2 separate regions of the Mus musculus genome follow, and region 2 is linked to region 1. A link is a contact called in public Hi-C data. All regions are on one chromosome and are shown on one strand. The core of a region is the stretch at or near the end of the contact, and the rest is flanking DNA. Distances in the headings are between cores, read along the strand shown. Region 1 has its middle 30 kb from the start of Gm13985. Region 2 overlaps Gm13986 (predicted gene 13986).

Evidence for each region. Hi-C and Micro-C count contacts between places; a contact is called where the count stands out from the background.
Region 2: a Hi-C map of tail fibroblasts shows a contact between it and region 1, with 6 times the contacts expected there. The contact joins two enhancer-like sites. A contact is called at or near these places in 2 of 15 datasets of contacts at CTCF or cohesin (the NIH/3T3 cell line and large pre-B cells), 1 of 484 Hi-C or Micro-C datasets (tail fibroblasts) and 2 of 115 datasets of contacts at active chromatin or transcription factors (Th17 cells and large pre-B cells).

The regions. Positions count from the first base shown.
Region 1 is chr2:117,779,465-117,785,786 of GRCm38.p6, reverse strand. No RefSeq gene overlaps it. Among named protein-coding and RNA genes, the nearest start is that of Gm13985, 30 kb to the left of the region's middle. Within about 2 kb of position 4,821, at least 37 of the 459 cell types and tissues checked have an H3K27ac peak or open chromatin away from gene starts, as enhancers often do. A contact at or near this core is called in tail fibroblasts, where this site is marked.
Region 2 is chr2:117,956,478-117,963,020 of GRCm38.p6, reverse strand. The region is part of intron 8 of Gm13986 (predicted gene 13986); the gene reads left to right. Among named protein-coding and RNA genes, the nearest start is that of Gm25308, 120 kb to the left of the region's middle. Within about 2 kb of position 3,645, at least 30 of the 459 cell types and tissues checked have an H3K27ac peak or open chromatin away from gene starts, as enhancers often do. A contact at or near this core is called in tail fibroblasts, where this site is marked.

The DNA of each region.
Region 1 (6,322 bases), core at 3,572-6,071:
TCAAGATGGGAGCAGGAGATGAGAGCAGGCTGGCCTGGTGCAGGAGAAGCTGAGAGTTCTACATCTTCATCTGAAGATTGCTAGTGGAAGACTGGCTTCCAGGGAGCTAGGATGAGTGAGGTAAGTCTTAAAGCCCACACCTACAGTGACACACCTACTCCAACAAGGCCACACCCACTCCTACACCCACAGTGACACACCTACTCTAACAAGGCCACACTTACTCCAACAGGGCCACTGTTGAAGTGCCACTCCGTGGGCCCAGAATATACAAACCATCACATCCCACTCCCTGGCCCTGATAGACTTGTTCAAACATATGAGTTTATGGGGGCCATACCTAGACATAGCATAATACAAAATACATTTAGTCAAACTTCTAGAGTCCCCATAATCTATAGTAATCTCAACAATGTTAAAAGTCTAAAGTTCAAAGTCTCTTCTGAGATTCATTCAATCACTTACCTGTAATCCCCAAATCAAGACAGGAAACAAACCAACTGGGCAAACTCCAAACTCTGCATCTCTGTGTCTGATATCAAAGAGTTCTTCAGATCTCCAACTCCTTTTTCATCTTTGTTCACTATAACAAACTTCTTTCAACTGGGCTGGTTCCACTCCCTGTTAGTAGCTTTCCTCAGGAGATAGACCATGGCTTTGGCATTTCAAATGTCATGGGGTCTCCAAGGCAACTTCAGTGTTACAGCTTCTTGTTTTAATGTCTGGGAATCTACAAATGATCTTCTGGGCTTCTCCAAAAGACTGGCACCACTTCTCCAGCTCCGCCCTCTGTAACACTCTAAGCTCAGGTTGATCCATTCCACTGCTGCTGCGGTTACTGGTGATCATCCCATGATACTGGTATAGTAGTAGTAAGCCAGCCCACAGCCTACATGAACCAGGTATTTCTGGAAGGCAGGCTGAGGCTGAAAGAGAGAGACTAAACGGCAAGAAAAGAATGAAGCCAAGACAAGTTTTCTCTGATCAAGGCCCATGAGTTTACTAAAAGACTGTGCTTAAAAGGGGGAAGGCCCATCTCTCCCCACCCCCACCCCCGCCAGTCCATCCTTGGTGCTTTGTCGCCATACTGTTGGCCCTTGGTCGCCAGGCTGTTGCTTATTCAGGAATGTCTCAGAAAGACAGGTTCAGACTCTCCTCCCTGGATACAGAAAATGTGGTACATTTACACAATGGAATACCACTCAGCTATTAAAAACAATGAATTTATGAAATTCTTAGGCATATGGATGTATCTGGAGGATATCATCCTGAGTGAGGTAGCCCAATCACAAAAAAGTCACTTGATATGTCTAACCTCTTGCTGGAAGGCCTTTCTGTGCTCCAGCCATGGACTGGATCAAGGACTCTTGCCCTCATGGGAACCATCAAACATCCTCTCCTCCCTTCGGCCCCCGGGGCTGACTGACAACAAAAGGCCCCCCCCTTTTTTTTCAGCTCTTCTGAGGTATCCAGCCTAGGGCTGTCCCTTGACCACCCCTTGTGGAGCTGGGATTCTGTGGCTTCCCACAGCCAGACACACACCTGGGGCCACATGGAAAGCATGCAGCAGTACTCCTGCGTCTGCCTGCCCAGAGCACCGGAACTCTGGAGGGACTCGGGTTCTTTCTCCTCTTTCCCCCATACCCATGGTCCCACACAGTACCACCTGGATGACTCTTATACATTACCAAGTACAGCTGCAGCACAAGGTACAACCATGGCTATCTTTGGAACACAGGTTCTTTGTGCTCTCAGAAGACACTTCCCAAAAGATTTCACCTCAGTGATGTTGGTCTCTTTTTAACCACTAATTTCTTAGCTCCACCTAATCAGAATCAGTTGTCCCAGTAGTCTCCTTCCCTTCTTGACTATAAAGCCACCACATGGTTGAAGCTGCCAAGTTCTGCCAAGGTTGCAGGAGCTGGAACATGGCCCCCTCATTCTATTATATTATTACTAGTCTCCTCTTTTCCAACTCCACTGCCTAAGCTTGGCTGTCCTGGATCTTGCTCTGTAGGTTGACCTTGAACTCAGAGACCTGCATGCCTTTCTCTTCGGATTAAAGGTGTGCACCACCATGCCTGGATCTAAATTTAGCTGGGTAGGATCTTGCCCCTAACTCCCACTCTTAATTTGTTAGTTCCTTGAACACAGGATTCAGCCCCACTTCACCTCCTGGTGCCCCTTTAACACTCAAACCCTCTATTTTATATTTTTCCTTTCTCAGTTTGCAACACTTGTTTAAAATGCTCTTCATGAGACTTAACCAGAGAACAAATTCTATGATGGGCATTTATGAGACTTCCTTTGTTAGTACAATTAATCTGAGCCTCTTCACCTTAGCCTCAGGCAGATTCTTCAGACAAGGGCAAAAAGTAGTCACATTCTTCACCAAAATACCACAAAACATTCTCTAGGCCACATATGGAATTTCTCCACAAAGTCTTCTATATTCCTGCTAGGATAGGTCATTAAGTCCCATTTAAAGCATTCCACTGCTTTACAAATCCAAAGTCCTCAAATCCGCATCCTTCCAAACAAAAGCATGGTCATGCCTATCACAGCAACACCCCAGTCCCTGGTATCAACTTCTGTCTTAGTTTGGGTTTTAGTGCTTTGATCAGTCACCATGACCAAGGCAACTCTTATAAAGACAACATCTAAACTGGGGCTGGCTTACAAACTCAGAGGTTCAGTTCATTATCATGAAGGTGGGAGCATGGAAGCATCTAGGCAGGTATGGTGCAGGAGTACCTACATCTTTATCTGAAGGTTTTTAGCAAATACTGGCTTCCAGGCAGATAGGAATAAGGTCTTAAAGCCCATACCCACAGTGACACACGTACTCCAACAAGGCCCCATCTACTCCAACATGGCTACACTTTCTAACAGTGCCACTCCCTGGGCCGAGCATATACAAACCATCACAGAGGTAAAGGCTTTGTGGCAGGAAGGAGCATCTGAAGGATGGAGCTGGAGTGCAGTGAGTCAGTGGGAGCTCAGCCTCCTTGAACTTGGAAGACACAGACCGGAAAACAGACATAAGCATGTAAATACGGTAATTATTAACCTCAGAGATTTGTGACGCTCTTAAAACTCAAAAGACAATGGGTTCTCAGAGCTCATGTGGTTCCTGTCAAGTGGATTAGAGACAGTTCAGAGTCAATACAGGGAGATAGGTGATGACGTTGGTTTAATAGTCCCCCAGCAGCAGAATTTCGGTTTCTTGGATTAGGGAGATGCAGAAATGTGGGTTTAAGACTGAGCAGGCAGTAGAATTGAAAAGTTGGTGGGTGGTGGGTTGGCTATGAAGGCATAGGGAAATATAGGTACCAAGGATGCTGGTGACTCTGTTCTGTGAAGTTTTGGAAATTTTAGGATAGGTAGTCTTTCTGGAGGGAATGGATCATAGTGGGTGGGCCTTGAGGCCTGTGGTCCAGCACTGCTTCCTGTCATTTCTCCCTACATCCTGGTCCTCGGAGATGTGGACAAGAAACCCGACTCTCCTGACACTGTGCTTTCTCCCAACATGATGAACTGTATTCTCAAACCAGAAGCCCCAAAGAGTGATATTTTATTTTTGATATCAAATATTTTGTCACAGCAATGAGGAGAGTAACTAATATTTTTCTTTTATAGTACTACCATTTTATATAGGTATCTGTTGGGTTTAAAGCTTTTGGATTATTATTGTCATGTGATGGAGCAATTCACTGTTGTATGAATTTGACAGGAGACAGAGCACAGCTTCTCTTATGGAAAACTGAAGGGACCAGATGCAACATAGACCCAACCCTATATATAGTTCTCAGATAAACTGGCTTTGGCAATTGTTTGACTCCATATTAGAAACAAGTAAAGTTGTCACCCTGAGATATCAATGCTGACCACGTTAGTACCAGCAGCCATGGCAGGGCCAGAGAGCTAGTCACACTATTCCTACGGGATTGGCATTGCTGACCCTCCTGCCCAGCCTCCTTGTCATTTATGAACCCAATTCCATGTCTTTCTGATCGAGGGGAAATCCATCATGATGCCGATGAATGATAATGATAACGATGATGACAATAGCTAACAACTAGTGAATGTCTAATGTAAACCAGGTACAGCTGTAGTTAGTTCAGGAATAGCCGATCCGATCCTTTAATCATTACAAGTGATGTCTGCTCTCTTAGCCCTAGTTCCTCAAATGAGAGGCAGAGAAAAAAGTGGTATACAATCAGTACCACTGGCTCTTTGTCTAGTTAATGAGAAAGACAGAAGGAAGGCTCCAGAGTCTGGCTCCAGAGCCAGCCTTCTTATTAAGAATGGATTCTGTTCCTAGTTACCGAATCTGTCCATACATTTGCTTTTGCAATCCATTTTTCCCTTTGAGTCAGAGAGCATGTGAAAGTTAAAGATTGGGTATAAATCACTTTCTGTGCTCGGGACAATAAGATGGCAATTGAGACTCAGAGCACCCAGGGAGGCAGCAGAGAAGGTACTTCAGTTAGCAGGTCCCCTCTCCTATCTATGCTCACCTGCTGCCAGGGGTGGGGCTCTCAGCTTCAGCCCCACTCAGTAAGCACTGTCCTGCCCCAGGACACGGTAAACCCCAGGCTTGCAGGTGCCAAGACAGTCATGAAAGCTCCCATTGTACAACATCCGTGCAAAGGATTCGTGTTGAGGTTTTTGTGGGGACAAGGGAATGCTGAAAGCCAACTGACACACAACGGGGCCAGAGTGAAACTGTGTAGTTTCGATTCCCTAAGAGTCAGGGAGCACATTTGTTCAGGGCACCCTCAGCAGCCAGGAGAGCAATAAAGCATCCGCATTCCATGTAAAGAAAGCTCTGTGCACAGAGCTAGCAAAGTGGCCGCTCCTCAAGGTGACTCTGTCCTTCCTGGGGGACTTCCAGATGGTGAGGTGCCAAGCTGCAGAAGAAGCTGAATGAAGCTGAAATGAGGATGACAGAAGCTCATCAGAAGATTGAAAAGGCAGGCATTAGAGTCTGGGGATAGTCTATTACTTCCAGGACACCCACACCAGGACATGATTAGCATAGTCACTATGAAACGTGGTCTAAAGCCACACAATCCAGGTTGGGGAGGCAAATCGATCCTGCTCACCAGTGCTGATGACTCTGCTAAGTCCCCTGAACTTCAGCCCAGAGGCAAAAAAAAAAAAAAAAAAAAAAAAAAAAAAAAAAAAGCAGGTTTGAACTTTCGCTTCCTAAGAGGAAGGGTGGATGTGAGAGAGTCCCAAGGCACCATCCCAAGACCATGGCTGTCACCCAGTCCTGCTCCTGACCTGTGTCCTATCATTCTCATGCGTGTGGTGCTCTCTGCTGGCAGCTGCAATCGTGGTCCTTCTGCCACCCTGCTCAGAGATCTTACTCTGAGTCATGGGTGGTAGGAAGCAGCTCAGAGGAGATTTGATCTCCAGCCAGTATCCAGAACCTTCCAATTGCAGCAGAACTTCCTTGGCTCCTTTTAGGATCAATTGCCCTCCTATAAAGTCTCAGTCATAATCAAGAACAACCCTTCCCTCATCACCTTGGCAGTGGCTCAGTCTTCTGCATGCCTCATTTTTGTTTGTTTGTTTGTTTGTTTATGTTTTGTTTTTCAGTGGTGGTTGGTACCAAGGGCAACAGTGTCACTGGGTTAAGACTAGGAAATGACTTGATGAGCCTCTCCCTCACAATTCCCACTAGCGAACATCCCATTCTCGATATGCCTTAAAAGTATGTGAAAACAGTGAGCTGGCCATGGCAAATGCACCTTACAGCCAGATCCACCACACAGCCAGATCCACCACACAGCCAGATCCACCACACAGCCAGATCCACCTTACACACAGCCAGATCCACCTTACACACAGCCAGATCTACCTTACCGCCAGATCCACCACACAGCCAGATCCACCTTACACACAGCCAGATCCACCACGCAGCCAGATCCACCTTACACACAGCCAGATCCACCTTACACACAGCCAGATCTACCTTACCGCCAGATCCACCACACAGCCAGATCCACCTTACACACAGCCAGATCTACCTTACCGCCAGATCCACCACACAGCCAGATCCACCTTACACACAGCCAGATCTATCTTACCGCCAGATCCACCACACAGCCTAGTTCAGAATTCAATCCAGTTTCAGAAGACCAGAACCTGAATCACCCTCAAACTTCACTGCTCTCATGTCTGTTGAGTACATGCTGACCCCAGACTGGCTGTTGCCCTGAGATCTCTAGCTGCACACTGAGAAATGATAGAAAAATGACAGAAAATCATCATCAATTTTTTTTCTTTCAAAAAAAGAGAAAGGATTTCATTG
Region 2 (6,543 bases), core at 2,396-4,895, 180 kb before region 1:
AAGAAAGACCACTGAATGGGAGCCTGAGGGCAAGCAAGCAAGCGTCTCCCTTCTGCTTCAGTTCTTGCCCTCACTTCCCTCAATGCCCGCCTGAGATTTGTTATTTAAACCAAGCAATCTCTTTCTTCCTCAAAGCTGGATCTGGTCAGTGTTTTATCTCATAGCAGAAACCTAACTACAACAGACCTATTTTAAAGATCCTGCTATAAGTTAACTGTCTCTGTAAAGGATCCGTCTTCACATACAGACACATTCTCAGGGTCTAGGGCTTGAAATAGAAAAAGAGGAAATTGGAGAGGCACCATCGAGCTTTCACATTACCCCAGGGCACAGCCGTGCATCTTTTCAGCTGGTTGCAGAGATGGATACTTTTTACTTATGCCTAGTGAGTTCTTAAGGATAGTGATTTTAGGACAGAGAACAGCAGTGGGAGCCCTACACCACTGGCAGTCGGAGGTGGAGGGTGGGGTGGTACCCACTGAGTGTCACTCACTAGCAGTTAACAGGAGCACGGTCACTACAATGTTGTCAGGGTTAGGAAATTCACTGGACTCATGGGTAAGGGGGCAAGTACCAGGTTGGCTTGCCAAGGAGAAGGGTAAACAAACAGGATACCCCTCCCCATTTTTCCTCCACCTTTCAAGACATTGCCAAGGCTTGCTGAGTGGGAGCTTCAGAACTCCCCCTCTTCTGGCCAGGCATTTGCCAATTCATCCACTTCAGTGGGACAACAGGAAGTTAGAAGCACTCTCAAATCCCCAGATAAATTTAGAAAACAATGAGACGTTGACATTTCAAGAGAGTAGCTTTACAGTCATGCTTTGGCATGGCGGGGGTCATACAAAACAGAACATGGGAAAGCAACCTGGTGGACAAATCTCACTCTTCCTCTTCTCCCTGCCCTCGCAGCCTCTCCCATGCTCCTTTCAGAAGAGAAACACAGCTTCCTCTTTAGAAAATAAGAACAGAGGCAGCTTTGACTCCTTTCTGAGGCAAGTGTCCCCATGTTGTTTATCAATTCTTTAACCCATTGCTTTCCAATTAACTTTTCCTGAGTCCACACACAATACCTCCCACTTCTGAGGCTTGAACAAATGTGTAGAAGGTTTAGCAGTTATGAACCCTTATTCACTATGAACACCTGCATAATTTTCCCTGCGGTGTAGTGTTGTGTTACTTGGGTATTGTGTGTGTGTGTGTGTCTACTTGACTTCTTAATTTCTGGGACAGTGATTGGGGACATCCTAACTTGTTCCTTTTTTTTTAAAAAAAGATACTGGTGTTTTAATGTTTCAAACTTGAGTAATGTGTTTGTAGGGTTTTGTGGTATTTTTGAGCAACTACCCTTGAAGAAGCTAAGAAAGTTCCTTCTGGTCCTACTTAGCTAAAAACTGTTACTAATGTATCAATTGTTATTTCTTTGGGTGAGGATAATCATTCAGTTTTTTCTTTTTGGTTTCACTATTCCAAAGAGTTACATTATATTTCTATGTTCTTTTTTTGTATTGCTAGGATAAATATATACTGCCTGATCATAGTTTTCCTTTCTTTCTTTCTTTCTTTCTTTCTTTCTTTCTTTCTTTCTTTCTTTCTTTCTTTCTTTTCTTTCTTTCTTTCTTCCTTTCTTCCTTTCTTCCTTTCTTCCTTTCTTCCTTTCTTCCTTTCTTCCTTTCTTCCTTTCTTCCTTTCTTCCTTTCTTCCTTTCTTCCTTTCTTCCTTTCTCTCTCTCTCTCTCTCTCTCTCTCTCTCTCTCTCTCTCTCTCTCCATAGTCAGGTTTAAGTTCTTTAGGTTTTGTTTAGGGCATTTCCCAGGGCTAGCTAAGCATGAGTTTTTCTTTCCTTGTACTATCTTGCTCTGTGGTGACAATGAAATATTACTTATTTTGAAAACTACGTGTGTGTGTGTGTGTGTGTGTGTGTGTGTAATCCCTCTTTCCTATTGTCCAAAATATTTGTTTAAGGTGGGGGCCACTTGCTTCTTAATGTTTGCCAGACTTCTCTAAAATAGTATAGACCCCAAACTTCTTTTCTTCTGCACATTTTACTCAATTCAAACATGCATCTGAAGAGATGGTGGGCAAGCCTAACCTTTTAACATTGCAATATGATCTTGTCATCTACAAAGGTGATGGGTCACACTCACCACTATCCTGGAACCTATAGTTCTGCCTGGTAAACTGTTATAACCAGTCCTCTTTGGCCAACATATAAAGCAAGAAACATGAAACATGCTCAGTAGCACAGAAACCCCTGCCATGCCCTATCCCCCTGACTCCTGTCCAATGAGATTTAAAGATCAGAGTGGTATTAGCGTCTAACATGCCTTGTTAGTTTTATTTAAAACTTTATGCAAGTAAAATTCCATAGAAAAATGAATCAATTTGGAGAATTTGTACATTCCTTTAAGAGAGAGAGAGAGAGAGAGAGAGAGAGAGAGAGAGAGAGAGAGAGAAAGCTGAGCTTGTGCATGCTAAGCTTTTGAAACTTCAAAGCCTTCTTCCAATGACACATCTCTTCCAACATGACCACAGCTCCTAATTCTTCCTGAACAGTTATTCTCTCTGGAAACTGCACATTTGACTCTATGAGCCCATGGGTCCTTTCTCATCCACACCACCACACTCCATCCTAGTGTACAGAATGATGCTCACAGCCTAATTTACAGATGCTGATGAAGGAAACACCAGATTATGTTCTACCTTGTTCTATAATTTCACTCTCATGTGGTTTTTGTTTTCTCTCATGGACTACTTTTCCTTTATTATTTTTCTAATAATGATTTTGAGAAATATTTAAAATATCTTTCCAAGAAACTATATTTTTTATTGTGTGTTGTACTTTTTTACACATCTATTTTACCGTATTTTAAAAAGTAGAAATGTGAACTCCTTCAGTCATTCGTCACATTTTGTGTAATATTTTGGTTATTTTCCTGCTGTTACTTATTATTGTTGTTGAACATTATAGCCCTGAGAACGAAAGTCTTACTTGATTTATTTTGTTGTTCCCAAAGTAACAGGCTTATATAAGCTACATTAAATGTGGTATTGGCAGCTAGTAGACCTTTGTCCTGTCCCCCATGACCTGGAAGTGCTAGAAGCAGCAGCATGAGTTTAAGCACTGAAGGCGTGAGTATAGTCTATTGAAGAAGAGGGAAAGCCTCTCCAACTTTCAGCTTCTCCTTCTGTCTCCTGTTGGACCAATTCCTAAGCAGAAGTGAACTGCAGGAACAAGATATTTTTTCTAGATCCTGACAGAATTATACAAAAATGTGTTTTCCACAGATTGCTCCACACTTCACATTCTTTTCAGAGGACTATTAAAAATTGTTTGTAATTTCTAGACCACAAAAATGCTAATGCAGATAAATAACATGATCAGGGAAGTCACTGAAAGATAGATGGCACACATGGAGAGAAATTCTCTCTAGTTTCCACCTCCCTCACCACATAGCAGCACTATGGTCATATAAATTCCAGCCATGTGTTCTTTCCAATTTTTCCATATTTAATCAATTAAAGGGTGAAACCTCAAGGTCTATATAACATTTGATCCAAATATGGAAAGTTATTAAAGTCAGGAAAGGGAAACCCACATTCTCACATCATCTAAAACTGACTATGCCACTCAAAAATTGGGGTACCTAACAGTCTCACCCTATGATTCAGACACAGGTTAGGCTTAACACAAATACCAGCCATAGAGTGCTGTTCTGGCTATTTTTTTGTCAACTTGGCAAAAATGAGTCATCTAGCAAGAGGCAACTTTAATTGAGGATTGCATCTATGAGGTTGACCTGTGGATATGTCTGTGGGGCATTTTGTTGATTGATAATTGATGTGGGAGGGTCCAACCCCAGAGAGGTTACTCTATCTAAGGAAGGTAGTTGAGCAAGCCATGGAAGAGGAACCAATAATCTGTGTTTCTCTGTGGTTTCTGCGTCAGTTCCTGCCTCCAGGTTCTTTCCTTGAGTTCCTGTCCTGACTTCTATCAATGGTAAAGTGTCACCTGGAAATGTAAGCTAAAATAAACACTTTTGTCCCCGAGCTCCTTTTGGTCACGATTTTGGGCATATTGCGAAACAGCAACAAAGACACAAACTATTGCAACTGCCATATTTTCTGTTCCTTTCCAAATGTGACAGAACAATAAAATGCTCAAACTACAGTAATTGAAAAAAGTATTCTCTAAGCCTCAAAAGACTTTCTGCAGCTTAAAGATAAATGCTTGACATAAATGAGATACAAGGTAAGATAGTCATTAAGACTGAGCCTGATAGTGATATTTCTGTGTAATCCTGTTTTCTCCCGATCCATTGGAAAGTGTGCATGAGGTCCTTGGCACACACAGCTCGGTACTGCACCCACCACATTGCATTTTCTACACCCAGGTCTCTTCTATTCCTGCAAGATTGGAGCATACTAGCTGAGATCAGCTCATCGAATATGGACCTTTCTTCCTTGGCTCCATGTTAACTTCTTGCCCCCTCCACCCCCTGTCTTTCTGTTTGAATGTTTCCTTCTCTTATTCCCTGTCCTTTGCCCCAGGTGTTTGGTGTTGGTATAGTGTGAGATTTTTTATAGTTCATCATAAACCATTTCACTGGGTGCCATTCTGGAATGAATTCCGAACTGTTGTCTCTGTATATTGCACATACTCTACTCTATTTCTCTAGGTCCATGTCTCTAATTGCTAACTTAAACTACTAGCAGGGCATCTGATAGCTTACTTTCATCCATTGGGCAAGGCAAAAGTCATAGTTTCCCTATTTTTACTTTTTTCAATCCCTTTGAAATCCTTTCAATCCCTCCAACCTTCACTTTGGAGGAGTCTTTAATTTCTCCTCACCATCAATATCTAAATGTGTGACAGCATCCAGGCGATTATACAGGCAATACTGTCCTTGGTTATGACTCTGCCCATTGCCTTGAGATTGATAAAAATTGAGCTTATCTCTTTTTTTTTGAGACTATTATGTTTTTCTTTATACTTCCCAGTGAAATTAATAATTTCACATTCTTTATTTTTCATTTCCATTTCAGAGGCTTTATCATTGAAAAATAGAATTAACATAACTTAGAAATGAATGCAAATCTCCTCTCATAAAGTGTAAGGTTAAAGTTGGGTTCTTAATTATCTGTGAAATTTGCTATTAAATTTTAATAACTATATTTTAGAGTGAAAGCACAGATGGAGATAGTCTGCCTAGTTCAAACCCGGTTGGTTTCTCTACTGAGGAAGAAATTAAACAAAATCCCTTAAAGAGAACTTCCCTGATATGTGAAGGCTAGTTTTGTGGAAATTGCTTTAATAATTATTCTTTATTTACTATGGACACTAATGTTGATAGAAAGCCAAGTATGTACTAGTTGTTAAATGATGCGTATGAACAAGGGAGAAAGAGGCCAAACTCAACACACATTCACACTCAGCCTCACCAAAGCAAGAAGTAGGTGGATCAACCTCCAGCCGTAGAGGAACCCACACACCTGGGAGTAGAGAGTCAGCATAAATTGTACTCCAAGTGGTAGGAAGAAACAAAGAGCCAAAGTTGGGTTACTAGGGAAGAACTCCTGGATCTGGGGGGGTATATAATCAAGATACACTGTCTGATAGTCTCAAAGAATCTAATTATAAAAACAAAAGAAAGACCAACCTCAATTTCAATTCAGTGTGGCCTCTGTTAGCTTCCTTTTCATGCAGGGGATTAAAGGCAGAGAAAGAAGAGTGAGATGCTTTCCTAAGTCTCTCTTCTCCCCCTCCTCACATTTTCCAAATCTTTCTTTCTAACCTGGATCATTAATGAGACAAAATTTGATGTGATATGAGTTATTAACTACTGGAAAGATTTTCAGGGTCAGTGTTATTCTCTATTTGGATTGTGGCTACATTTTCGAAGAGAACTGAACGGTAAGGATGGAGGACATTGACAACTTTAGGACTGTTTCAGGATGTCACAGGATGATCGAAATACACTGATTTGTTCTCATGAGAGAGTCCCAAATACCAAAATTTATTGATCTTGAGTGCCCCTTAAGCCAGTTGCCCAAAAGAGATAAGCCATGCATTTTCTTCAGTGATTTCTGAGCACAATATTTTATATCATATGAAAAATGAAACATTAAAAACATCTTAAGTGGACTGTTTTTTAGATTCGTTGGTCATTTCCAGTATCTAAAAACAGAATATGTTTTCATCACCTCTGGAAACCACAATGTACATGTTGAACTGTCTACCTCCAACAGGAAAAAACTACTTCTGAACACACGCAATTTAACAATAATAGATGGGCATTCATGTCTGAGTCTTAGAACTGGAATTTCCTGCGCTAGAGGTATCCCATGGTAGAAATATTCTTGGTCTGGCAGAGTGAGACTGGATGGCTTCATCTTTGTAGGGAAACAAAACTCTAGACAGGATTTCTCAGATATCCTGAAAGTCAGTGTCTCAATTCAGTGACTAAATTTGGGAGCATCAGCGTCGTTGTTGGACCATTGTAGTTGTGCTAGGAAAGGACTTGAGTTGGTTCTTCTTAATGCTTCT